Linked DNA regions of Mus musculus: all the other regions are linked to region 3. Evidence: chromatin contacts called from public promoter capture Hi-C data. All regions are on one chromosome and are shown on one strand. Each heading gives the region's core, a stretch centred on a gene start, on an enhancer-like site or on the middle of the called end of the contact. The rest is flanking DNA. Distances are from core to core; before and after follow the strand shown. Region 1 holds the start of Wipi2 (WD repeat domain, phosphoinositide interacting 2). Region 2 holds the start of Ap5z1 (adaptor-related protein complex 5, zeta 1 subunit). Region 3 holds the start of Gna12 (guanine nucleotide binding protein, alpha 12). Region 4 holds the start of Dnaaf5 (dynein, axonemal assembly factor 5). Region 5 holds the start of Mmd2 (monocyte to macrophage differentiation-associated 2). Region 6 holds the start of Radil (Ras association and DIL domains). Region 7 holds the start of Slc29a4 (solute carrier family 29 (nucleoside transporters), member 4).

The links. Promoter capture Hi-C pulls out the DNA fragments that hold promoters and counts their contacts. Capture Hi-C pulls out chosen DNA fragments and counts their contacts.
Region 1: a promoter capture Hi-C map of adipose tissue shows a contact between it and region 3, with 4 times the contacts expected there. The contact joins the promoter of Wipi2 here to the promoter of Gna12 in region 3. A contact is called at or near these places in 8 of 39 promoter capture datasets (the 3T3-L1 cell line, 3T3-L1-derived adipocytes, the C10 cell line and 5 more), 1 of 484 Hi-C or Micro-C datasets (CD4 T cells), 5 of 115 datasets of contacts at active chromatin or transcription factors (the 230-238 cell line, astrocytes, embryonic forebrain and 2 more) and 3 of 9 other capture datasets (adipose tissue, embryonic stem cells and liver).
Region 2: a contact with region 3 is called in a promoter capture Hi-C map of adipose tissue, with 6 times the contacts expected there. The contact joins the promoter of Ap5z1 here to the promoter of Gna12 in region 3. A contact is called at or near these places in 10 of 39 promoter capture datasets (the 3T3-L1 cell line, the C10 cell line, cranial neural crest and 6 more), 22 of 484 Hi-C or Micro-C datasets (B cells, the C2C12 cell line, CD4 T cells and 17 more), 11 of 115 datasets of contacts at active chromatin or transcription factors (the 230-238 cell line, the NIH/3T3 cell line, differentiating embryonic stem cells and 8 more) and 2 of 9 other capture datasets (adipose tissue and liver).
Region 4: a promoter capture Hi-C map of erythroid cells shows a contact between it and region 3, with 24 times the contacts expected there. The contact joins the promoter of Dnaaf5 here to the promoter of Gna12 in region 3. A contact is called at or near these places in 1 of 39 promoter capture datasets (erythroid cells) and 1 of 484 Hi-C or Micro-C datasets (rod photoreceptor).
Region 5: a promoter capture Hi-C map of hippocampal neurons shows a contact between it and region 3, with 8 times the contacts expected there. The contact joins the promoter of Mmd2 here to the promoter of Gna12 in region 3. A contact is called at or near these places in 4 of 39 promoter capture datasets (3T3-L1-derived adipocytes, cranial neural crest, hippocampal neurons and 1 more), 1 of 484 Hi-C or Micro-C datasets (cerebellar granule neurons), 3 of 115 datasets of contacts at active chromatin or transcription factors (astrocytes, embryonic forebrain and forebrain) and 2 of 9 other capture datasets (embryonic stem cells and liver).
Region 6: a contact with region 3 is called in a promoter capture Hi-C map of hippocampal neurons, with 14 times the contacts expected there. The contact joins the promoter of Radil here to the promoter of Gna12 in region 3. A contact is called at or near these places in 15 of 39 promoter capture datasets (the 3T3-L1 cell line, 3T3-L1-derived adipocytes, the SN4741 cell line and 10 more), 6 of 484 Hi-C or Micro-C datasets (the N1E-115 cell line, cerebral cortex, cortical neurons and 3 more) and 3 of 115 datasets of contacts at active chromatin or transcription factors (astrocytes, embryonic stem cells and forebrain).
Region 7: a promoter capture Hi-C map of hippocampal neurons shows a contact between it and region 3, with 7 times the contacts expected there. The contact joins the promoter of Slc29a4 here to the promoter of Gna12 in region 3. A contact is called at or near these places in 4 of 39 promoter capture datasets (the C10 cell line, cranial neural crest, hippocampal neurons and 1 more) and 1 of 115 datasets of contacts at active chromatin or transcription factors (astrocytes).

The regions. Positions count from the first base shown.
Region 1 is chr5:142,628,263-142,631,225 of GRCm38.p6, forward strand. Wipi2 (WD repeat domain, phosphoinositide interacting 2) reads left to right here and starts at 1,322. Exons shown (of 12, transcript NM_178398.4): 1 at 1,322-1,570. The coding sequence starts at 1,497.
Region 2 is chr5:142,462,615-142,465,826 of GRCm38.p6, forward strand. It overlaps Ap5z1 (adaptor-related protein complex 5, zeta 1 subunit), which reads left to right and starts at 1,317. Exons shown (of 17, transcript NM_172725.2): 1 at 1,317-1,521. The coding sequence starts at 1,481.
Region 3 is chr5:140,829,029-140,832,323 of GRCm38.p6, forward strand. It overlaps Gna12 (guanine nucleotide binding protein, alpha 12), which reads right to left and starts at 1,403. Exons shown (of 4, transcript NM_010302.2): 1 at 966-1,403. The coding sequence starts at 1,268.
Region 4 is chr5:139,148,675-139,152,055 of GRCm38.p6, forward strand. Dnaaf5 (dynein, axonemal assembly factor 5) reads left to right here and starts at 1,561. Exons shown (of 13, transcript NM_001081265.2): 1 at 1,561-2,161; 2 at 2,809-2,993. The coding sequence starts at 1,573. It also overlaps a transcript of Prkar1b not described here.
Region 5 is chr5:142,607,015-142,610,089 of GRCm38.p6, forward strand. It overlaps Mmd2 (monocyte to macrophage differentiation-associated 2), which reads right to left and starts at 1,738. Exons shown (of 7, transcript NM_175217.6): 1 at 1,544-1,738. The coding sequence starts at 1,593.
Region 6 is chr5:142,549,628-142,552,654 of GRCm38.p6, forward strand. Radil (Ras association and DIL domains) reads right to left here and starts at 1,471. Exons shown (of 15, transcript NM_178702.4): 1 at 1,353-1,471.
Region 7 is chr5:142,700,621-142,703,696 of GRCm38.p6, forward strand. It overlaps Slc29a4 (solute carrier family 29 (nucleoside transporters), member 4), which reads left to right and starts at 1,481. Exons shown (of 11, transcript NM_146257.2): 1 at 1,481-1,671.

The DNA of each region.
Region 1 (2,963 bases), core at 72-2,571, 1.8 Mb after region 3:
TAAGCTGTTGTTAACTGGTAGCTGCTGGGAACGGGGAATCAATTTCCTTCAAGGGTATGTATGATCTCCGATAGGTCTTCCAGTGGAAGACCATATCCAAAACTATATAGGCAACACAAAATGGAATTGGTGGGTTTAAAAAAGAAAGACTGAAAAAAAAAAAGACATAAAGTTGGGTGGGTAGGGAAGAAGAGTGGATCTGGGTGGTGGTGAGGTTGAATATGATCAAAATGCTTTGCATGAAATTCTTAAAGAATTCATTAAAAAAAAAAAAAAGAAAAGCTGGGAATCGTAGCACATTTAATTCCAGCACCAGAGGGCAGAGGACGGAGGGCAGATGGCCGAGGGCAGTATATTTCTATGCATTGAAGATTAAGATGGTGAGTTCCAGAAGAGCCAAGGTCTCCAAAGGCTAAAGCAAACCATTTTAAAGGCTACTTTAAACAAGCGTGGTGGTGCAGCTCCATAATCTTTTAAGAGGTAAAGGCAGGAAGACCGGGAATTCAAGGTCAACCTCAGCTACAGAGTCCAAAGCTAGCCTAAGATAGATGAGCCCCGATCCAAAGACAACAAACAAAACAAAAACACGAAACAGGAAGGGTGGGAAAGTGTGCGCCATCTTTTCCTCAACAACTTTGCCATCTTTGCCCCTCTGGCTGTACTAACAAAGTTCGACTTTGCTCCCCGCTTAACTGTCCTCAAGGACAGCACACTGCTCTTGGGAACTACCAGCCTCTTGCCTAGAGGTTCAGTTCTAACAGCACAGAACAAGTCTCTCTCTTCTCCAGGACCTTCGCCACCAGAACATTTCTATCTCCTTGAAGGGAAGAAGAGAAAGGAAAGAAGGGAAGCAGCGGGAAGGAGAGAAAGGTGCTTCCCATAGACTGTTGCACGGACCAATACATTTAAAGTAGAATCCTGTCCCAAGGACCGTGACCGCACGCGCCTTTCCAGTCTCAGACCCAACATTTGGCAAATCGTTTGCAGTTCTGCGCCTCGCTTTTCAAATCTGCAAAACGGACGTGCGACATTCTCTTCGAGCAACGCGGTGCGCCAAAGTTCCTAGAACAATGATCAACGACTCAGGACCAACGAGGTAACTCGCCGTTCTCAGACAGCAAGCCCCCGCCCACTCTCCGCCACGCGCAGGCGCACCCACCAGCGCACCTTTATGCATGCGCAGTCGACCGGAAACACCCGCGGATGCCTGCGGCGAAGAGGCGGGGCCTACGCAGCGGGCCTGCGCGGAACGCCGCCGTGCGACGCGAGGGTGGGCGGGACCGCGCAAGCGCGCAGCCCGTCCCGGCTCTGGAGCATAAACAAGAGTGGGGACGGGATGAGGCGGCAGTTGGTCCCCGCGCAGCGAGAGGCGGCGAGCGGGGCGACCTGCCGGACCGGACGTCGATCCTGAGTGTAGCGTGCTCCCGCGGGCCGCCCGAGTCGAGCTGCGCGCGCTCCCGCCAAGGGGGGTCCGAGGCCGTCGCGCGCTCGCAGCCATGAACCTGGCGAGCCAGAGCGGAGAGGCCGGCGCCGGCCAGCTGCTGTTCGCCAACTTCAACCAGGATAACACGTAAGGCCGGGCGCGGACGCGGGGCCGGGGCAGAGACCAGGGCTGGTCAGGTTGAGGGGTATGGGCGGGGGGCGTGCTGAGCCCGCGCGGCCGCTCGAGCGCTGCTGCCTCCTGGGCCGGGGGAGGTGATGGAACTCGGGGTGCCCCCATCCACCTGTCCTGAGACCTGGCCTTTCGCAAAGTTAGGAAGGAACTGTGCACGCCGGTTTGCGCCTGTCACCCGGACTCGGTTTTGCGGCCATCCTGGGCATCGCCCGCCTCCCCCTTTCTATACATCTGTATCCTCACTGCTTCTGTCGCTTTTCATGGCTTTTCTTTTTCTGTTTGCTTATTTCTTCTCTGCCGACCTTTCTGGCAAGTAACTTTGGTCTCCTCCAAAAAAGGACCAAACGGCAGTAGTAATCCAGGCCTTCGATCTGAGACTTTATCCTCAAGGGGTCTGGGAGCTTCAAAAGGGGGTGAGGTGGGCTATTCCTGGGGTAAAAAAGAACCTTCGTACCGGTCCACTGTTTTACCGGACTGAACTCCTGTAGTTCCCCATCTGGTTCTTCAAGGCTGCCTCGTTGGCATACCTGGAAGGTAGGTAATAGATGAGGTTTCTGATGAAGGATGGATGAGTTATGGGACTGGAAGGGAGAAGAGCCATCTTGGGAAGTGAGTAAGAGGAAGTGATGTAAGAGGAGGAGGAATGGGTCACTTGGCATCACACTAAGTAGTTGGTCGCTACTGGCACAATAGCATTAGCAAGGCAGGGACTGAGGCTTTTGTTTTTCCTCACTTAAAAGTTAGATTGGAGAATGGCAAGTACCTGTGTGGAGGGAGGTGCAACAGGTGCTCAGTTGGACCTTTAGACGAGCTCAAGAAGGAGGTGCTGTCCTGAAATTGGGACCAGCCACAAATGAGACTGTGAAGTTCAGAAAGGGCTAGAGTCTGTCAGGATCTTAAAGTTGGCTAATAGTGGGATGGGGCAGGCTTGGGTTCTCATCCCCTGAGGTTGCTCTCCTGGTGTTCTTTCCGTTGTAACACACTGGGTCTTTTCTACATTAGAACAGAATGCTAAAGACACTGAGTCCAGAAGTAATAGTGGACCTGGGCACTGGAGAGCTGGTTCAGTGGATAAAGCACTTGTCACACAACTCTGAGGCCCAGAGTTGGGATCCCAGCACCCATAGAAAAGCTAGGCAGCTGTCTATAATCCCAGCAGATCCCTGGCTAGTTAGATGAGCAGGGTCAGTGAGCTCTGGGGTTCAGGGAAGAGACCCTACTTTGGTAAATAAAGAGGGAGACACCTGGCCTAAACAACTGACCTCCACACAAGTGTATGCACACTGGCAGGTGTGTACCTCTCACACGTTCAGGCTGCTAAAAATTGTGTCGTGTCCTAAAGCCAGCA
Region 2 (3,212 bases), core at 67-2,566, 1.6 Mb after region 3:
AACAACCCACTTGTCCCTTTTTTCTGTGTACATGTTTTTGGGTGTGACTGCACCTGTGTGTGTATTTGTGTGGAGGCAGAGGACAACCTCAGCTGCTGTTCCTCAAGTGGGGTGTGTGTTCACATGCAGAGGCATAGGCATATGTACACTGGCCACAGGAGACGTGAGCAGATCAGAGGACAGCCTTCAGGTGCCCACCCTCATGGCTACTTACACCTTGTCTGAGACAGATTCTCTTTACCATCTCATAAGCCAGGGCGGCTTATCCTCCAGCCTCAGGAGAGTCTCCTGCCTCCTCCATCTCCTGTAGGTGTGCTGGGATTACAAATCCTTACACTACTGGGCTCAGGTTTTATGTAGCTTCTGAGGACCCAAACTCAGCCTGTCAGGCCTGTGTGTCAATCACTTTCAGGTTCTGAGTCTTCTTTCTTGCCCTACCTCTTCTCTGAGACAGAATCTCTCGTTGGCCTGGGACTTGCCAAGTAAGCTAGGGCCGGCCAGCAACCCTTAGGGATACTCCGATCTCCACTTCCTCAGTGCTGGGACTGCAAGTGTGGGTTTTATTTTTATATGGCCACCCAGGGATGGAACTCAGGTACTCATGTTCACTTTTACCAGCTGAGCCGTTTCTACTTCTGCCCGTTTCTCCCTGAAGCCTTGCTTATTACTAGGCCATGAGCACTAGGTATTGATTGGCAAGAGCCAGAAAGACACGGGTCCAAGTGTCTTTCCCACTGTGACAGCTCCTCAGTCTACTACCAGTTTCCTTTTTCTGTGTGTGCAATAGGCACCCATCTCCCAACCCAAATAGGTGAATAGTGCCAGGGCCTCATCTTAAAACCCAAGACTAGCAAGACATTGGGTATTTCTGCAGCAAAGAGCCTGACAGAATTTATAAAACGTGTCTGCCATACAGCTTTTGCTAAGGATGTTCTTTCTCTGCCACCAAGTCGCGCCCCCAGCCTCTCACTGGGGTAAATCTAGTCACCCTACTGCTAAACTATGTGCCTGCCTAGTCTCTCCAGGTCTAGAGTCTACCACTGGCAGTTCCGGGATCAAAGGAAACTGTTTCGGAGCCAGGAGTTCTGGGTTCCAAGGACCACGGTTCCATGACTCCCTGGCTGCTGACTGACGTGGAGAGAAGCCCAGGAGCTAGGCGGGAACTGGCTTCTGTACTGCAATATTTTGGCCAAGGCCTCCGCCCCGCCCCGCCCACCTGCCGCAGGACCGGAAGCTGGTCTGTCTTTTGCGCGGGGGAGTGGGAGGGATGGCCCTCCCACGTGGTGTGGCACCGGAAGCCGTCAGCTAGCGCTCCAGATTCTCCCACGTGATCCAGCCAGGACGCGGGAGGGTGGTGGCGGGGGTAAGAGGTGGGGCGAAAGAGGGCAGACACAGTCCGGTCACATGACACGTCATGTGACACGATCCCGGAAGTCCGCGGCAACGTTTCGGGCACTGGTGGGCTTGGAGCCGTGTCGGCATGTTCTCGGCGGGCGCGGAAAGTCTGCTGCACCAGGCCAGGTCTGCCGATCTGGGGCTGGGGCCACGGGGCGTGAGACGAAGCCGGGGAGGAGCGGGGAGGCGGTGGTCCCGCTGCACGGTTCGGGTCTCCGTGTGGCGCCGGGTCCGGGGCTCAGGGCGACCTGCGTGGAATGTGAGGCGCACAACTCAGCTAAGGGATCCTCCTCATCGTGTCTGGGTCCATGCTAGTGCTGACCCTGCACTGAGAGTCTAGGTTCTTTCCCAAATAGCCAGCCCAAGACTTGGTGGTACGTGATTCAGCGAAGGAAACGACTACCCGAAGCCCAGACCTGATGCATTTGGTAAACTGAAAATGCAAAGGGACAAATCTGGACTCTGAGCTGGGCCACTCGTGGGGAAAGTTTAGAATGGTTAAGATCTCTGGGATCTCCCAGAGCCTGAAAGAGTTAAAAGTCTGGAGTCTACGAACAAGACAGTACTCCGAAGACAGAGGGACTTAATAGGTAAATGACCTTGCCACCAAGCCTGACTCTCTCGATTCGACCCCCGGGGCTCGGGGAGGAAGAAGAAAATCAACTCCAGCAAGTTGTCTTTGGATCTCCACTCGAGCACCCCAACATGTACATAAATAAATGTAATAAATTAAAAAACAAAGACAGTTTTCTTAAGATCTATTAGGAAAATGGTTGGTGACCCAGCCACACAGTCTCCCCATGGGCCCACAGCCCTCCTTTGCCTTCAGTACTGGGTGGGTACTTTTCATTTTTAAGCAGTAACCTTTTCATGCCAACACAAAAATAACGCTATCCTGTCTCATAGCATCTGTGGTTTATCACTGCCCCAGTTGGGTACAACCCTGGGCCATTTGTATCTCCTTTTGCTCACCCAGCCTGTTCTCTAGGTGCCTCAATAAGACTCTGGGTGGAGGATGCAGGAAACAAAGCAGGCGAGGGTGGTAGGAAAGCTACTGGAGACCTTCCTCGGCCTGGGACATGTGGTACCTGCAGAGACAGTGCAGAACCAAGTTCAAGTACCTGACAGACAGGCTCAAAATGGGGGCAGTTTGCAAACCATCAGCCCTGTCAGGACACCATAGTGGGACTGTCAGCCATGATTTAGGAAGTTGGGGGCTCTCTTCCTCAGCGCCCACAGACAACTGATCCATTTATTTATTTATTTAGAGATGGCTGAGACAGAGTTTTACTGTGTGGCCCCTGAAACTCACTCTGTAGACCAAGCTGGCCTCAGACTCACAGAGATCCACCTGCCTCTGCCTCCCAAGTGCTGGGATTAAAGGCGTGCGCCACCACCACGCTGGGCAATTCCTTCATCATGGCCCTTTATTTTGTGGTGCTGGGAAGGAACCCAGCATGCATGTAGGCAGGCACCCCTTCCACCTCTTTTCCTTCCTTTTAAGCTTGGAATAGAAGCAAGGAAACACATTTCCACACTGAAGCCCGGCTCAGTCCTAGAGTGTTTGTGTTAGGCCAGCGACATCTCAGGCTTTCTTACAGTCTTACAGCCGGGAGTCTTTGCTCTTCAGTGTGGAAGCTTTGCATTGCTCTTCTCCCAAGGCTCAGGGAAGCGGCTTTCAACACGTGTGAGTGCTGCCTTTGAAGTTGAGAGTACTTCCTTATTATGTAAGGCCCTGGGGGTGGGGGGAGCCAGGCAAACACCTTGGGAAGATAAGGAAAGGGGATCAAGAGTTTGAGTCTGGGCTATGTAGTAAG
Region 3 (3,295 bases), core at 153-2,652:
AGATGTTTTCTAATACAACTATATATCTTGGATTAACTTGGAGACTGGGGTCGGGGTGAGGCCGGGGGTACAGGTAGGGAGGTGGTTAGGGACGAACACGATTGGCACAGAACTGACCCTTGTTTCAATGCTGGGTAGTGGGTGTCTCGAAGCTCCTTCTAACATCTCACCTAACTTGGTGTGTATGTTAAATCACCATACTAAAAGGTTTAAAGAACAAAGTATGGGTGGCACATGCCTGTAATCCTACCACTGGGGAGACGGGTCAGAAGGATAAGGAGTTTAAGGTCAGCCTTGTCTACATGGCAAGGCCAGCCTGGGCTTCATGACTCCCTATCTCAAAAATACAAACACTGGCAACTTAGTCTAGTTAGTAATGTCCTCCCTAGCACGCATGAAGTTCTGGATTCAATCCCAGCACTACACGAACAAAGTATGGTGACACAGCGCCCTCCTCCTCTGTAATTCCAGGATTTGAGAAGTTGAGGAGAGAAAGGATCAGGAGTTCAAGGTCATTCTTAGCTACAGAGTGAGTTCAAGGCCAGTCTGGGGTATATGATATAATGTGTGTGTGTGTGTGTGGTGGGGGGAATAAAATGGTCAATTCTCATTTACAAATAAAAAACGAAGGCTGATGTCCTCCAACCTACACTATAAACTTTGCATGCTGGAGGGACAGGGAGAGTTGGCGACCCTCAATCCACGTGTCCAGCCCTAACACCCTATTTGTAACCCAAGTCCCTGAGAGTGGTCCAGCTTGCATTCCCACGGTCCCCAAGCGTCCAGGGCTCTGCAAATCTATCGCGCCCCTGGGAGGTCACGGGAGTAACCCCAACTGCATTGCTTGAGGTCCCTATTGGAAGGGAGGGGCGCCGGGTGGCAGGGTCGCGGGTCCGTGGAGAACAAAGGGGGCGGGGCCCGCGCGCCACCTGGACCAGGTGTGTGTGGGCGGGGCCGCGCGTCACCTTAAGGATGTTGTCGAAGATGGTGTCGCGGAACTCCAGCAGCGCCTTCTGGTCGAACTCCCGGCCGTGGATGATGCGCATCTGCTTGAGGAAGGTGGACTTGCCGCTCTCGCCGGCGCCCAGCAGCAGGATCTTGACCAGCCGCCGCACCGCGCGCCGCTCGCGGGCCAGCAGCGCGTCGATGTCGCGGCTGCGCCGTCGGGCCTCGCGCTCCGCGTCGCGCGCCGCGCCCGCCCTGCGCTCGCGGGCTCCGGCCTCGGCCGGCAGCAAGCAGCGGCTAAGGGTCCGCACCACCCCGGACATGGCCGCCCTCAGGCCGCGGCCGCGCCCCGCTGGGGCCCGCGCGCCATGGACGCCCCTCAGCCGGCGCGGCCCTGCCGGGCCAGGCGCCGCCCCGCCCGCCGCTCCCTCAGGCTGCGTCCGCCGCCGCCGCCCCGAGGCCCTCACTCGCCGGGCCGGCTGAGGGGCGGAGGGGAAGGCGCGGAGGGCGGGGCGGCGCCGCGCAGAAACTCTTTTATTGGTTGGGAAGTCTTCTATCTTGGGCAGCGCGCTTTTTTACTGGACAAGCGTGCCTTGGAGGAGGCGGGCACTCCTGTGGTCCTTGGGGCGGAGCCGGTGCCGAAAAAGGCGGGATCTTTTCGATGAGGGAGCTTCTTATTGGACTGCTGAGCAAACTTCTTTCTTTCAGAATGAAAGGGAGGTGGGGCCATTGAGGAGGAGGAGCTGAAGCCCTTCGCAACCAATTAGAAGTGCTCTGATCGTTTGTCAGTCACAATAACTACGCTTGGGATTGGAAGTTGTGGGAAATGGGGCGAGGCCAAAAGTGCCAGGTGTACAGAGTGACTCTCTGCCTTGATTCCCAGGTTGGTCCGGCTGTGAGCCCAAGATGTGGCTGCAAAGTTGGGAAATAGCGATGAGGTCCTCCTGCTCTTAAGTTTAGGGAGAAAGCTCAGTCGTTTTCCTTCCAAAAACATTGAAGCAGGGTGGGTCATCATTTTCAAACAAAAGCTGCTTTGAGTGTTACATGGGCCCCAAATAAGGAGAAAACAAACAAACAAAATTATTGTATGGGTCTCCCTAGGCACTTTCTTAAAATATGATTAAGGGGAGATGGTTCAGTGGGAAAGAACTGTGAAAGTGTGAGGACATGAGTTCAAATTTCCAGTTGTGCCTGTAACCCCACCTCTCAAAACCCAAGATAAGACCAATTCCAGTAACTTGCTGTGCAGCTATCCTAGCCCCAATGATAAGCTTAAGGTTCAGTGAGAGAAGCTGTTTGAAACGTTACAGAGGGGAGGCAGTTGAGCGACTTCTTGGCCTTTGTATGTATGTGCACTGGCGCGCGCACACACACACACACACACACACACACTTGCACACACATGCACGAGCGCGCACACACACATCTGTGTTTGTCATAATCACTCAGGCAGTTTGATGTGGAATAGTGGTCTGAAGTGTGGTGTCTGAAGGGTGTTGGTGCTGCATGGAGAATCATTACAGAAGCAAGAGAATTGAGATGAGTTTGAAGCCAGCCAGGGCTACATAGTAACTCTCTCACCATCTTGGCTAGAGATGATGTTGCAAGAGGAGGTCAAGCTTGTGTGATATAATCCCAGTATTGAGAGAGCCCGAGACAGGAAAATATGGAATTTGAGGCCAGCCTGGACTAAAGCTTGACTCTGTCTCAAAATGTTTTTTTTCAATATGTGTACCTGTTCCATATCCCACTTTCTATTACAAACAGAAGACAACCTTTGGTGTTGGCCCTTGCCTTCCACCTTGTGTGAGGCAGGGTTTCTTATTGTTTGCCATTGCATATGCTGGGGTAGCTGGCTCAGAAACTGAAGATAGCCCATCTCTACTTCCCATCTTGCTTGGAGTACAGATGCCTGCTACTGCGTCTGGCTGTGTGTGGATTCTAGCGAATCTGAACACAGGTCCTCACTCCTTTGAAGCCAATGCTGTACCCACTAAGGGATCACCCCAGCTCACGGTTTATTGTCTTTTAAGAGAGGTCTCATTTATCTCAGGCTGGGAAAATTACAGCCAAGGATGACTTTAAACTCCTGATCTTCCCGCCTTTGCTTCCTAAATGCATGCCATGACACCTAAGAATATGTTTCTAAGACAGAAAATGGGGGAATCTGAACCCATGGACTAGAGTTCAAACCTTATTCAGTTTTAAAAACCTAAATTAATTCACAGTTTTCGGCAAATGCTCCAGACATTTACAAATAACTTTATAAATAGCTTGATGCTGGTGTTTATAGAATCATTAACTATTTTAAAGGGCCATTTAGCTTTTTTTTTTTAGTGACACATTGTGG
Region 4 (3,381 bases), core at 311-2,810, 1.7 Mb before region 3:
CACGGCCGGCCACAACCCTCACATACTGGGATGCTGGGCTAAGATGAAGTTGGAAGGGCTGCTTCCCTGGGCTTGCCGTCTGCCCACCTAACATTCACAAAGCCTTTTCACGGCTTGCACATCTATGCCAAATTCCCCTTATGAGGATAGCAGCTAGCCCCAATATCTCAATCTTGACATCTGCAAAGATCCTACCTCCAGACACTCACACTCTGATGGACTAGGCTTAAGACTTTGACATACGAGTCCATGACACCTCTAACACCAAGCCTTTGCTTGGCCAGTCACCTCTCTTCACAACTCTTTTGCCACCCTAAGCAATTTTACATGGTTCCCCTAAAGCTTCCACGCCACATTCAAAACACCTAAGGGTTCACACCAATTTCCCACAAAACTAATGTCAACAACAAAAAAAGGCCAAATTTGTTACAAAACCCAACCCCTAACATTATAAGCCTGTTCTCAGATGTGACTCGTTTGGATGCCCAAGTCATGCAGCACTGAGTCAGGCCTAGGAAGTGCCCAGTGGGGGGTCCTGACCACTGACAATACCATCTCTGACCCCCTAAAAAAACACTTCCAGCCATCGAGCATACCTCATGTCTAAACTGAGGTCAGACCGTGTGGCAGATTCACACTTGACTTCTTCATGACCTCTGAGGAACCCAGTAAGGATCAGCCATATCTACACCATTAGAAAGAACCTCAGCTTAAGCTGCCCCTGAGGAAAGGAACCTGAAGGTGCAGGCTTGCAGAAGCTTGGCCACTCAGGCCAAGTTCCAGACTCAGGCACAGGACAGCCCCACTCTTGGCCTCGCCCCTAGCCATTTGCCACGCCCTAAGGCCTGCGTCCCACCTGTCAGCCCTTGTCTCAGGCACCTCAATCCTCACGCTTCACCTTACTCAGACCCCCACCCCTCCCTCGAGCTTTATGTCCCTTCCCCAAACCTGCACCCCACCTATTATTGAAACTTGTCAGCCAGCTGCGCGGCCCATGCCCCGCCCACCTACCCCCCCATCCAACCCACTACTCCTTGCCCCGCCTCCTTCCCGTAGACCCTTATTCTTCGCCCCGCCCACAAAACCAGGGCTCCGCCTGCCACCTCCTGCAATGCTCCCGAAGTCCACACCCCGCCTATTTGGTTCTTTCCCCTCCCATTATCCCTTATTCCCCTCTCTTTACACTAAGCCCCTACCCAAGAGGCCCGTGTCCCGCCTACCAACCCCCTCGTACCGCCCACTACCTCTTTCGCCCAAGGCCCTTGCCGAGCTTGCTGTCTTCTGCCTCGCCCTCAAGGTTCGCGCCCCACCCCAGACTCCCGGACCTAGCCAATTACACTTGCTTCTCTTAGCCTCTCTCGTCCTCCTGCCCGTCACTCCGCCCTCTAAGCCCTTTGCCCGCCCACTTCCCTGGCCCCGCCTCTCCCTTACTCCCTGCCCCTCCCCCAGCATCACTCCTAAGGGGCGCACACTCAGCCTCGAGCAACCCAGGCAGCCGGAAGTCTTGCCGTAAAGCGTGCTCGGACCATCGTACTAGCGCCGGTTCCCTTGGAGACAGGCAACGCGCTCAAGATGGCGGCGCCGGCGGAGGCGGAGGTGGCCGCGGCCCCGGGCTTAACCGAGGCGGCTGAAGCCGCGGAACTGACCCGCGCGCTAAGCCGCCTGCTACCGGGGCTGGAGACGGAAAGTAAGCTGGGGCGGCGGCGCGCTCTGGAGGCTCTGGAGCAGGTACTGGAAGAGGCGGTGCGGCCCGGCGCGGATTCCGCGGCCTTCCAGGGCCCCTGGGCCCGTCTGCTGCTGCCGCGCCTGCTGCGGCTTCTAAGCGATCCGGCCGAGGGCTGCCGCGCGCTGGCCGCTCACCTGCTCGACCTTGGCCTGCGCCGCGCCGCGCGGCCCCGCGACGCTCTGCCGCGTCTGCTGCCGGCGCTCAGCGCACGCCTGGCCCGACCTGAACTCGCGCGGCCGCCGCCGGAGCCCTGCGAGGAGCTGCGTCTCGCCCTCGTGCAGCTGCTCCACCTCGCCGTAGACCTGGGCGGCGCCGCGCTCGCGCCCCACCTGGACGACGCCGTGCGCGCCTTGCGGGCCGCGCTGCTCGACCCCTTCGCTGCGGTGCGCCGGGAGGGCTGCGAGTGCGCAGCCGCTCTGGCCCGTGCCACTCCGGGTGAGCGTCCTATCCGCTTCCCTGGTTACCTAGATGTCCAGAAACTGAACTAAAGTGGGCTGGTTCCTTCGTAAGGTCATTTCCGATGGGAGGGGGCACGAGACAAGAGATCTCACCATGTAGCCCTGGCTGGTGTCAAACATAACGCTGCTTCTACTTCAGCCTAAAGTGCTAGACTCTCAGACCTGTGTCACACCCATTTCATGATCATTTTTATGCTGGGTTATGGGACTCATGTGGGAAAGGACAACTCAACTCAGTTTCTTTACTCCAGTGTCTTCTCTGTCTCTGACACGGGTCACTAACTTCCTGGATGAAGGGAGGCTGCTTCTCGTTTATTTCTACCCTCTATCTACAGCCCTGCTTGATCAGGGCTTTTTCCCTTTTTTCCTTCTAGACTAGAGTTTGGAAAAGTTAAGAGGCCCTACCTAGTGTTTAAAGTCTTCCCGGGGGTAGGGGGGAGCCAACTTTGTGAAATAGGTGTATATATCCCTCCGGATGCCTGGAGCATAAGCAGCTCCCAGCACCATTGGAGAGAAAAAGTGGGAGCTGAGGCTAGCAGAGGCCAGAGGAAGGTTTGATGGTAGCCACAGAACAGGGCCCCATGCAGCTGTATCGCATAACCAGCAGCCTCCCTAATCCCACAGAGCACTTCCACATGCAATCGGAGTCCTTGATAGGCCCCCTGATGCAGACCATCTCCCACCAGCACTGGAAGGTCCGGGTAGCCGTTATCGAAGCCACGGGCACTGTGATCCAGTTTGGCAGTGGGAACTCGGTGGATGATGTCCTTTCCCACTTTGCTCAAAGACTCTTCGATGACGTCCCTCAGGTACTGGGAGTTTTCTGCTTGACAGTCCTGAAACCATGTGCTTCTGTTAATAGAAGTGTCCTCATGTGCTCATCCACTGAGAGAATTTCAGTGCAGGGCCTAGTGCTTAGGGCCTTGCCGGGAAGGACAGAACGGAAGTGGAAGTCCGGTGCTGGGGTGGTCTCCATGCTGGTGGGGGGCAGACAGGAGCCCTCCAGATGTAGACAGAGCACTCACTGGCTTTCAGAGCACAGGCCTGTCTCAGACCTTAGACTGTTGTGGCTTATGGTAATGTCCCCTAAAGAGAAAGGACTGGTGGTAGGCAGGCTCTGTCTCCAAGGGAGGAAACAAGTGAAGGGGGAGCACATGACCCTGGCTAGGTGGGAGGAGGAGAAGCGGGCAGCATGCT
Region 5 (3,075 bases), core at 488-2,987, 1.8 Mb after region 3:
GCTGAAAGAATTAGAAGTTTGTGGGCCGGGGAAGTAGCTCAGTAGACTCGTCTACCATGCACAAGGCACTGGGTTCAGTCCCCAGCATTGCATCCATAAACCTAACCCAGCACTTAGATCGGGAATTTGAGACCATCCCCAGCTGTGAGTTAGGGACCAGCTTAGGATCCACAGAACAGAGGCTCTGGAGACTGGAACATCCAAGTCTATTGCTGGCTTCAGTTCTGGGGCAGTAAATCTGCAAGTGTGCAGAGAAATGGTGAGCCTGGAGGCTCACCATTTACTCAAGTGAAACAGTTCTATCTCCTACGACCGGGTCTTTTCTCAAAGGCCTATCTCTCCATCCGCCACAGAGGCAATCACATCTCCATGAGCAGCCAGGCATACCAGCCCACACTTGTAATCCCAGCCTTCAGGAGGCTGAGGCCAAAGGACTGCTGTCCGTGTAAGGCTGACCTGGGCCACATAGTGTGTTTCAGAGAAGCCTGGGCTACTAGGCTATAGAATGAGACATTTTTTAAAAATAAAATTAAAAAAAGGACTAGGAAAGGCATGACAAGATGGCTCAGCAAGTCACGGAGTTTGCCACAAAAGCCTGGAGACCAGGGTTCAATCTCTGGAATTCATAGATAGTGGGAAGGAAAGATTCAACTCCACAACATTGTCTGACCTCCATATATGTGTGGGGTACACAACCCCACATGCAATAAAAATAATAGTAATAATAATGATACTCGTTCAAGACAACCAAATCAAATCAAAATGCACACCAGATAATGAAAACTTCGTATTAAAAAAACACAATGCAAAATAACTCACAACTAACGTGTTCAGATGGGAATCAGGTATACAAAATGTTAACTAAAATATACTCTTGTGAGTCCCAGCCCTAATTTCAGCATCCAGGGGGGCTAAGGCTGAAGAATTAAGTTCAAGACAAGCCTGGGCTACATAGTGAGATCAAGGCCAGCCTAGGGTATGTAGCAAGACTGTCTCGAAAACAGGAAAAGAAGGACCAGTGTTCCCGAGCTAGACAGAGCTCTGTGAGGTCAAAGGACAGCTTGGTCTACAAAGGAGGGTCCAAGCCAGCCAGGACTACTATAGTGAGACCTGACTCAAAAAATAAATAAATAAAATAAAAGAAAGAAAAGAAAAGAAATCTGGGTTCAGGGAGGACCCCAGAGAGCTCCACAGGGATGGAGCAGTTCCCCCACCCTTAGATTTGCTTTCTAAGGATCATCTCATATAATCCTCCGTGGTTCCGAATGGTGGAGACTCTCAGAGTTCACCGGGTCGCAAATGTGGAAACTGAGCTTTGGACCGAAGAAGCACCTCGCCCAGGGGAAAAAGGAAACTCGGAGAATCCGCTGCGCTGAGCGCAAAAGCGGGGTGACAATTACCACTCCGTTATGAAGAAGCTGGGTTGTTCTAGCCCCAGGCAACGGGGTCTGTGCATCGAGCCCAGTTCTCCAGACAGTGGGGAAAGGAAAGAAGGATCTTGGTGTCCTGGCCCCTGTCTATCACCCCCTGACCCGCTACTCACCTTGCATATTTGGTTTTCTGGAAATCCAGCAGCCTGGCCAGAGTGAACATCGCCGCGGTTCCATCAGCGCCCAGACCAGGGCTGGGACGCGGGAACACCAGGAGCCGCTTCGGGAGGCGCAGCAGGTTGGAAAGGTGTCAGATCCTCGGGCTGCTCCAGGGCCTTGAACAGACCCGATCAGTTGCCTCCGGAGCCCCGAGCCCCTGAGCCTGGAGTCTCCCGGATCGCAAATCCCGAGCAGATGGTGGCGGGGGCGGGGCGGGGGCGGGATATGGGGGGGACTTGGGCGCACGCTGCCAATCGCCCGGCTGGGAGGCCCCCTCCCTCCTGCTAGCTTCTCCCCGGGTCCCCTCCACCCCATTGCTGTTCTAGCCAGCAGAAGACAGCTTGGACTAGACTGAACTGCCTCTGTTACGGCTTGCCATCCGGGCAGCACTGCAAAGCCACAGGGGACGCCTGGGGACCGAACTAGGTGGCACCCTCAGTTTACTTATTGCAGGCTCTTAGCCCTGAATCCACCCTACCATCCAGGACTCTGTGTCTCTAGGAACCATCTTGCTCCACCCCCTCCCATTCCACCTTCGCCGCTGCTCCCCTCCCCCCTGCCCCCTGCCCCAATCCCCATTCACATCCACATCCCAGTACCAAGATGGGGACATTCCATCATGTTCAGAATCTACAGCCCCAAGTCTATCCTCATGTCTTCAAACTCCAGTTTTCTTTTTATTATTACTTTATTGCATTTTAATATTTTAAAGCATTTATTTTTAATTTATGTGTGTATATGTGCGCAGGGTGGGGGTGGGGCTATGTGCATATGTGAGTGCAAGTGTGTGGAGATAAGAAGTCTGGGATCCCCAGGAGCGGGAGTTAGGGGCAGTTGTGAGGCAACCGAAGCGGGTGTTGGGATTCGAACTCCAATCCTCTGTATGCACAGGAAGCACTCAACCGCTGAGCAAGCTCTCCAGCCGCCTGCAGTTACGTATTTATCATGCGTGTAGAGGGCAGAAGGCAACTTGCAGGAGTTAGCTTTGTTCCTACACCATGGACAACTTAGGGACAAAACTCAGGTCTTCCGGCTTGAAGACAAGCATCTTTACCTGTTGAGCTGGCTCACCAGCCACCAGATTCAGCTTTCTGCTTTAGGGGGGGGCGTGACATCTTTGGAGGACGTGGGAACCCAATCTGTCTCTGAACATTTTGAACACCCCTTGAGGGAGCTGCAGGGGCAAGATGGTCTTTGGTGTTCATGACAGCTACTATTGTTGACTTTCCACTTGGCAGGATCTAGAATCACCAAAGATACAACCTCTGGGCATGTCTGTGAGGGATCTTATTGGTTGGGTAAGGGAAGGAAGGCCACCCCTAAATGTGAGCTGGACCTTGATCCTGGGCTGGGGGCTGGCCTTGAATAAAAGAAATATTGTGAACTTAATGCCAGAGTTCCTGTCTCCTAGATTCTTTTTGTTGTTGGTGGTGGCGGTTTTGTTTTTAGAGATAGGGTTTCTCTGGGTCGCCCTGGCTACCACTCT
Region 6 (3,027 bases), core at 221-2,720, 1.7 Mb after region 3:
ATTCAGGGAAAGTCCTACAGAGGCGAGTACGCCCTGGGTAACCAGATCTGTTTTTCTGGAAGTATGACCTGTCTTTTCCTTTTTCTGCCTCATTCTCGCCTCTGACACACAAACATTTGAGGACAGCTCAGGTCCCAGAGAGTCAAGAGTACACGCAGGGCTCTCGCCGTGGCTGCCTCAGAAATTGTCTCTTTTCTTGTTCTCCGATTCTGCTTTTTTAAAAAAGAAAAAAAGAAAGGAAGAAAAGAGAAAAAAGAAAGAAAAGGAAAAAAAGTAAGGTTAAGTCACAGAGACCAGGCAGGCAGTGAGGTCAACGACGGCTGACATGGGTGGAGGGACGTCTCTGTTCCAACAGGACAATGTGGAACACATTATCATTCCAACAGAAGAAAAACTGAGCAGTCAACTTTGCAGACGGCGCATTAGCCTCCTCCCCTCATCCACAAATCCTATCTTTATGGCTCCAGCTGGAGGGCGGCTTTAAAGGCAAGCATAATTCAATCAGGTTTCATTTGGGCCGCTAGTCACTTAGCAAAAAGGGACTGACTTCTCCCAGCAGGATTAAAGAGAAGCTCCTCTCTGGAATGCACAAGAGGTGGCCCGCAGCACCGAGAGACACCAGTAATCAAATTCTTTTTGGTAATTCAGATTAACCAAACACTCGACAGGCGACAGAGGCTGGGCCGGGCAGGTCTGCAGCCTGTCAGGCCCCCATCCCAGGGCTCCCCAGGGACAGAAGCCAGATCCCTTTGAGGGCCTCGGAGCTCCAGCTCAGCATCTGTCTCAGGCGCGGCACTTGTCGGGGGACTGGCTGGAAATGATACAGAAATAGCTGGAGAAACAATGCCTCTCGCGGGCACACCGATGGGGAGGAGACGCGATGCGGGACGGGTGTAGGCGGGGGTGTCACCACCATCCTGGTGGGCGAGTGCGGGACTCCCGCCTTGAGCTCTTTCGGGTTGTTCCAGGTTAGATTGCACCTCCAAAGCACTACCAGGTAAACTGAGGCCTGGAAAGGTCCCTTGGCCACGAGTGACGGAACCCGGATTGCCCCTGGAAGTCCACGGGGCCACGCAACCCGCGCCCACCCGGCCTTCAGGTGCAGCTCCCCCGGGCCGCTCCAGGCCCCGTGCGCTCGCCGGTTTCCATGGCAACCGAGCAAGCCTGCCTCCATCGCGCCCGGACTCGCCGTGGGGACCGTGACCAGCGCGGCCCCGCCCCAGCGCGTGCCCCGCCACCCGTGTCTCAGCCCGCGGTCTCCGCACCCTCCGCGGGTCCCCGCAGTGGCCCAGCCGCACCTCCTGGGCCATCCTCGGCCTCTGCTGACCTTCCTTCTCGCGCCCCGCACTCACCTCAGCGCAGCCTGTCAGCTGCGTCCCCCGCGCGCGGCTCCCACGCCCGCCGTTAGCCGAGCTGGCGCCCGGCTCGAAGCGCCTCCTGCCGGCCGCGCAACGGACAGGGCGAGGCCTCCGAAGGGGCGGGGCCTCTGGGGGCGGAGCCTCTAAGGGCGGGGAGTCGGGCGAGACGAACAGAAACTTGACACCTCAGCGCCCAATGGGCAGAGACGGAGCCTCGAGTGGGCGGGGTCACATGTATTAGGGCGGGCCTGGCCGACCGAGAAAGATAGGCTGTGCGCTAGCGCCCCCTTCTGGTCCCCAACGGTAAGAACGATTCTCTAAGAGGTGTGGCCTTTGAGTGGGCGTGGCCTCGGCAAGGGGGCGGGGCTAGTTTCCCAAAGTCGAGTCGTGGTATCTCAAGGGGCGGGGCTGCAGGAAAGAAGGGCGTGGCCTGTTCTTGGGCCCCCCTGCTTTGGGGTTGTGTACTCTATGATCAAGTAGGTGGTGTTTGGCCTCCACCCCAGTTAGTGGACGAAGGTGGAGGGGTGGACAAAGATGGACAGGTACATAACTGAATATGCATGAAACTGACCAGGGACAGGAAGGCCAGACTTTTATTTTATTGAATATATTTTTATTTATTCATTGACAATTGCATACGTGTATATAGTGTGTGTTGTCAGCATTTAACCCCAGTTCTTTAATTTTAATGTATCCTTCGTAGAATTTTATTTTACATTTTAGATAGGGTCTCATAGATGCCAGATTGGCCTCAAACTCCATGTGACCAAGGCTGGCCTTGCACTCCTGATGCTATTACCTCCATTGTCCTTGTGTTGGAATTACAAGCTTGCACTACCATGCCTAGTTAATGTAGTTCTGGGGATCGAACCAAGGGCCTCATGTATGCAATACAAATGCTCTACCAACTGAATCACTTCAACCCTAAGCAGCCAGAATTTTAAAAACACAAGTCAAATTATGGCAGACTAACTTTAAACCATGCAAAATGGGACCAAATCAGCTCTAGGTCCTTGACCCAAATAATGTATTTTGCTTTGACTTCTCTCTGGTATGTTCAGTGATCTCAAACTGCACACCCTAACCCGAGAAGTATATCTTTTTGTGGGCAGTTTGTCAAGAACTATACTGTAGAGAAGTAGTTCTCAACTTTCCTTAATGTTGCAACCCTTTAATACAGTTCCTCACTGGGTGGTTTGAATAGATATGGCCCCATACACTTCTGTGTTTGAATGCTTGGCCCATAGAGAGTGCCACTATTAGGAGGTGTGGTCTTGTTGGAGGAAGTGTGTCACTGTGGGGGTGGACTTTGAGGTCTCCTATGCCCAAGCTACACCTAGTATGACATATGGTCAGCCTCCTGCTGCCTGCGGATCGAGATGCAGAACTCTCAGTTCCTCTTCCAGCACTATGCCTGCCTGGATGCTGCCATGCTTCCCACCATGATGATAATGAACTGAACCTCTGAAACTGTAAGCAGGCCCAGATAAATGTTTCTTTTACTTTGGTCATAGCATCTCTTCACAGCAATGAACCCCTAACTAAAACACTCATGTTGTGGTAACCCCCAACCATAGAATTATTTCACTGCTACTTTATAATTTTGCTACTGTTATGAATTGGGATGTAAATATCTGGTATGCAGGATACCTGATATGCAATCCCAAAA
Region 7 (3,076 bases), core at 231-2,730, 1.9 Mb after region 3:
TAGAGGCTGAGGCACAAGAACCCTGAATCCTAGACCAACCTGAACTACGGTAAGAAGAGACCATTAAAAAAAAACAGACACTTCTAGGAACTTTGCTCTGTGAGAGAGAGGCTAGCAAGATGACAAGAAAGCCCCCAGGCATGGGTAGAACCAAGCAGGCTTCCACGAAGAAGTGGGAATGCAGGCAAGAGGAGGGGTATCCAGACAAATGCATCTCTCTGTGCCTCGGTCCTGAAGACTCCTGGCCCCCATTAACAGGTCCCAGTTTGTAAGGACTTAGGGTACTGTTCCCACTTAATTCCTGGTCTTATCTTTATGGCCCCCATGGGGCATGTGGCCAGGACCAGGGTCAGAATAGGCCCTACTGAAGCAATCAGTGCCAGCCCCAGATTGTCGCAGATCACCTAGAGCTCCAGGAGACTAAGCCTGGCAAGAATCGTGAAGGGACTGAGAAGTGAGGACGGCCAGCTAAGACACCAAACCTTCCTGTATGCTAGACTGTCAGATACTGTAACCTGAGAGTGGAGAGAAGTGGGCAAAGACAAGTGGAGTGTGAATGGGTAGAGGCAGCGCTTATGCTGAAAGCCACGGTCCAGCATAGGATGAGTCCACGCCGTCGGGGAGTGGTAGTGTGGGGGAAACAAGCATGGGAGTGGGAGGCGGGGCAGAGAGGCAGGGCTGGTGTGAAGGCTGTGGGAGGGGCCATGGGGGCGTGGCACAGGGAAGTGATGGGGCGGAGCTAGCAGGTAGTGAATAAGAAGTCATGTATGAGGGCTAGAGGTGAGGCCAGGTAGGTGGGACGAAGTGGGCCCAGAGGAGGAGAGTGGAGCATGTGGGAATAATGGGGGTGGAACTAGGCAAATGAAGTAGGAGCAGGGGAAGAGGGGGATGGAAGAAGGGCCCAGCACGCATCAAGGGAAGCGGGGAAGGAATAGGGGTGAAGAAAGAATAGAGGTGAGGCTAGGGCCAGCGGAGAGGAAGGCAGGGAAAGGGGGCAGGCTCTGTGGTCTGGGTTGGGGCTGGCTAAGGGCACAGAAGGAACGAGGGTGAAGACAGCAAAGAGGCTTGGGGGCATTAGAGTGGGCAGTTCAGAGGCGGAGCCAGAGGCGGGGTCATATAGAGTGAGTGGAGCATAGGTAAAGAAAATGGGGCGGGGAATATGGTAAAGACTGGGTAGGGCCAGGGGCGGAGAGCGCAGGTAGAGATTGGGCGGAGTGTATAGGAGAGAAAGAGGGGTTTAGGGGCGGATTTATACAGAGTGGATGTAGCGTGGGCAGGGAGACTGGGAGACTGAGTGGCCGTAGGCCCCACTGGAGGCCGGACCTGGGTGGAGCCCTGTGGAGTGGGCGGGGTGTGAGGGGCGGGGCCACGAGGGTGGGCGGGGCATCTGGATGGTGAAAAGTGTGGTTGGAGGCGGGACTTGGGCGGAGTCACGCGGTGGGCGGAGCTAGGAGGGCGGAGCTAGGAGGGCGGGCGGGGCGTGGGCCGGGCTAGCTCGCTGCAGCTGCTGCGCCCCCAGCACGCGCTCACGGACCCGGGCCCGCGGACCGGGACACCGAGCAGGACGCCCGCCGCGCCCGGTCCCAAGCCTCGAGAAGCGGGGCACAGCGCAAAGGGTCCGGGCGCGGGCGGCAGGCAGGCAGCGAGGATCCCAGCCTGGGGCCGCCCGAGGTGAGTGTCGCCACGGAGGTGGCAGGGAGACGCCGGCGGGGACCTGTCGGAGCCTTTGTCTGCGGCGCGCGGCCCCAGTCGCGCCGCCTCTCCCTTCCGCCCTCCCAGGCACCGGATGGTTGCCGCACCCCTTGTCCGGGGAGGATGGGTACCCTCGCACAGTGCAAGATCCCCTGCATCCGAGCTGCGAGGGCGGGACGCAGGCTCTAGAAGGGGACAGACGCGGGTGGCCTTGGCCGAGCCGGATCACGGCATTATGTCCTCCCTTGGTCACACCTCAGGGGACCTTGCACCTGAAGTTCCTTCCGGACCCATCTCCTTCCATCACGCCCTTCTGCCCAGCCAGCTTCCTTCTAGTTTTGAAAAAGGTTATGACAGAGGCGGGGCCTGGGCACTGGGTCACGACCTCCGAGTTGCCCCTGAAGTCTCTCTTTGCTGGTGGCCCTGTGGGCCGGGGTCCAAGTTTGATACTGCTAGTGCTTCCTGCGGAAGAAACATCAAGGTCTGCTAGTGTCCGGACTGTGCAGGAACCTAAAGCATGGAGAGAGATGGGCCTGGGCTACCCCTCTGCCCTGCGGGCATCCCAGGCCTTGACCAGTCTGTGGCATTGATGTTACAGTCATCTGTCCCCTGGCACTCAGAGGAGCTGCCCAAAGTAGCTCAAAACCCACAATCCTGCAGCGGGGAGTGGAGCCTTAGGATGCTGAGGGAGACTCCCTAAACAACGTCTGGGCACGGGACAGGGGCATCCAAGGGCATCTTAGTAAACAAGACTTGTGGCTGGAGCCAGAAGTTCAAGGCCCGAGGAGGTTGAGCAGGCTGGCTTTCCAAGTGAAATGTAATTTTTCTGCCTCTTCTGCCGACTGCACATGTGGGGCAAGCAGCCTGAGAGACAATCCCTACAGCATCTGAGAGAGGCCAGTGGTGGTCAGCCGGGTCAGGGTTCAGTTAGAGCTGTCTGGCTGTGGGTTTGGCCCTCCTCTGCCTTTTTGGTTATCTCTTCTTCAGACTGGTGTTGTGTGCCTAGTTTTACAGGACTACTGAGAGCTCGGAGCCCTCTTTGACCCACAGGGTACTTAGGGGTGGCTTGCATCACTATTAAAACGCCAAGTGTGCGTAGCTAAATTTTTCCTAGCAACCACCCAGTCCCTCTTTGTGAAGTACTCTCTCACCCTCTAGGTGGGTGTTTGGTGCCAAGGATGGTCTGAAAACTAAATAAATGTCCTGTATCATCCACAATGCTTTCGTGACAAGCACTGAGGGGTCCGAAGTCAGGAGCATGGAGAAGAGCTTCCCTTCCAATGTCTATCTGTATGCCCTTGAATTTTAATTAAAGTGGATGTAGGAGAGGAGGGACCTGAGACCCTGGATGTTGCATGTTGGGGGCTGGGAAAGGAGAGAGATG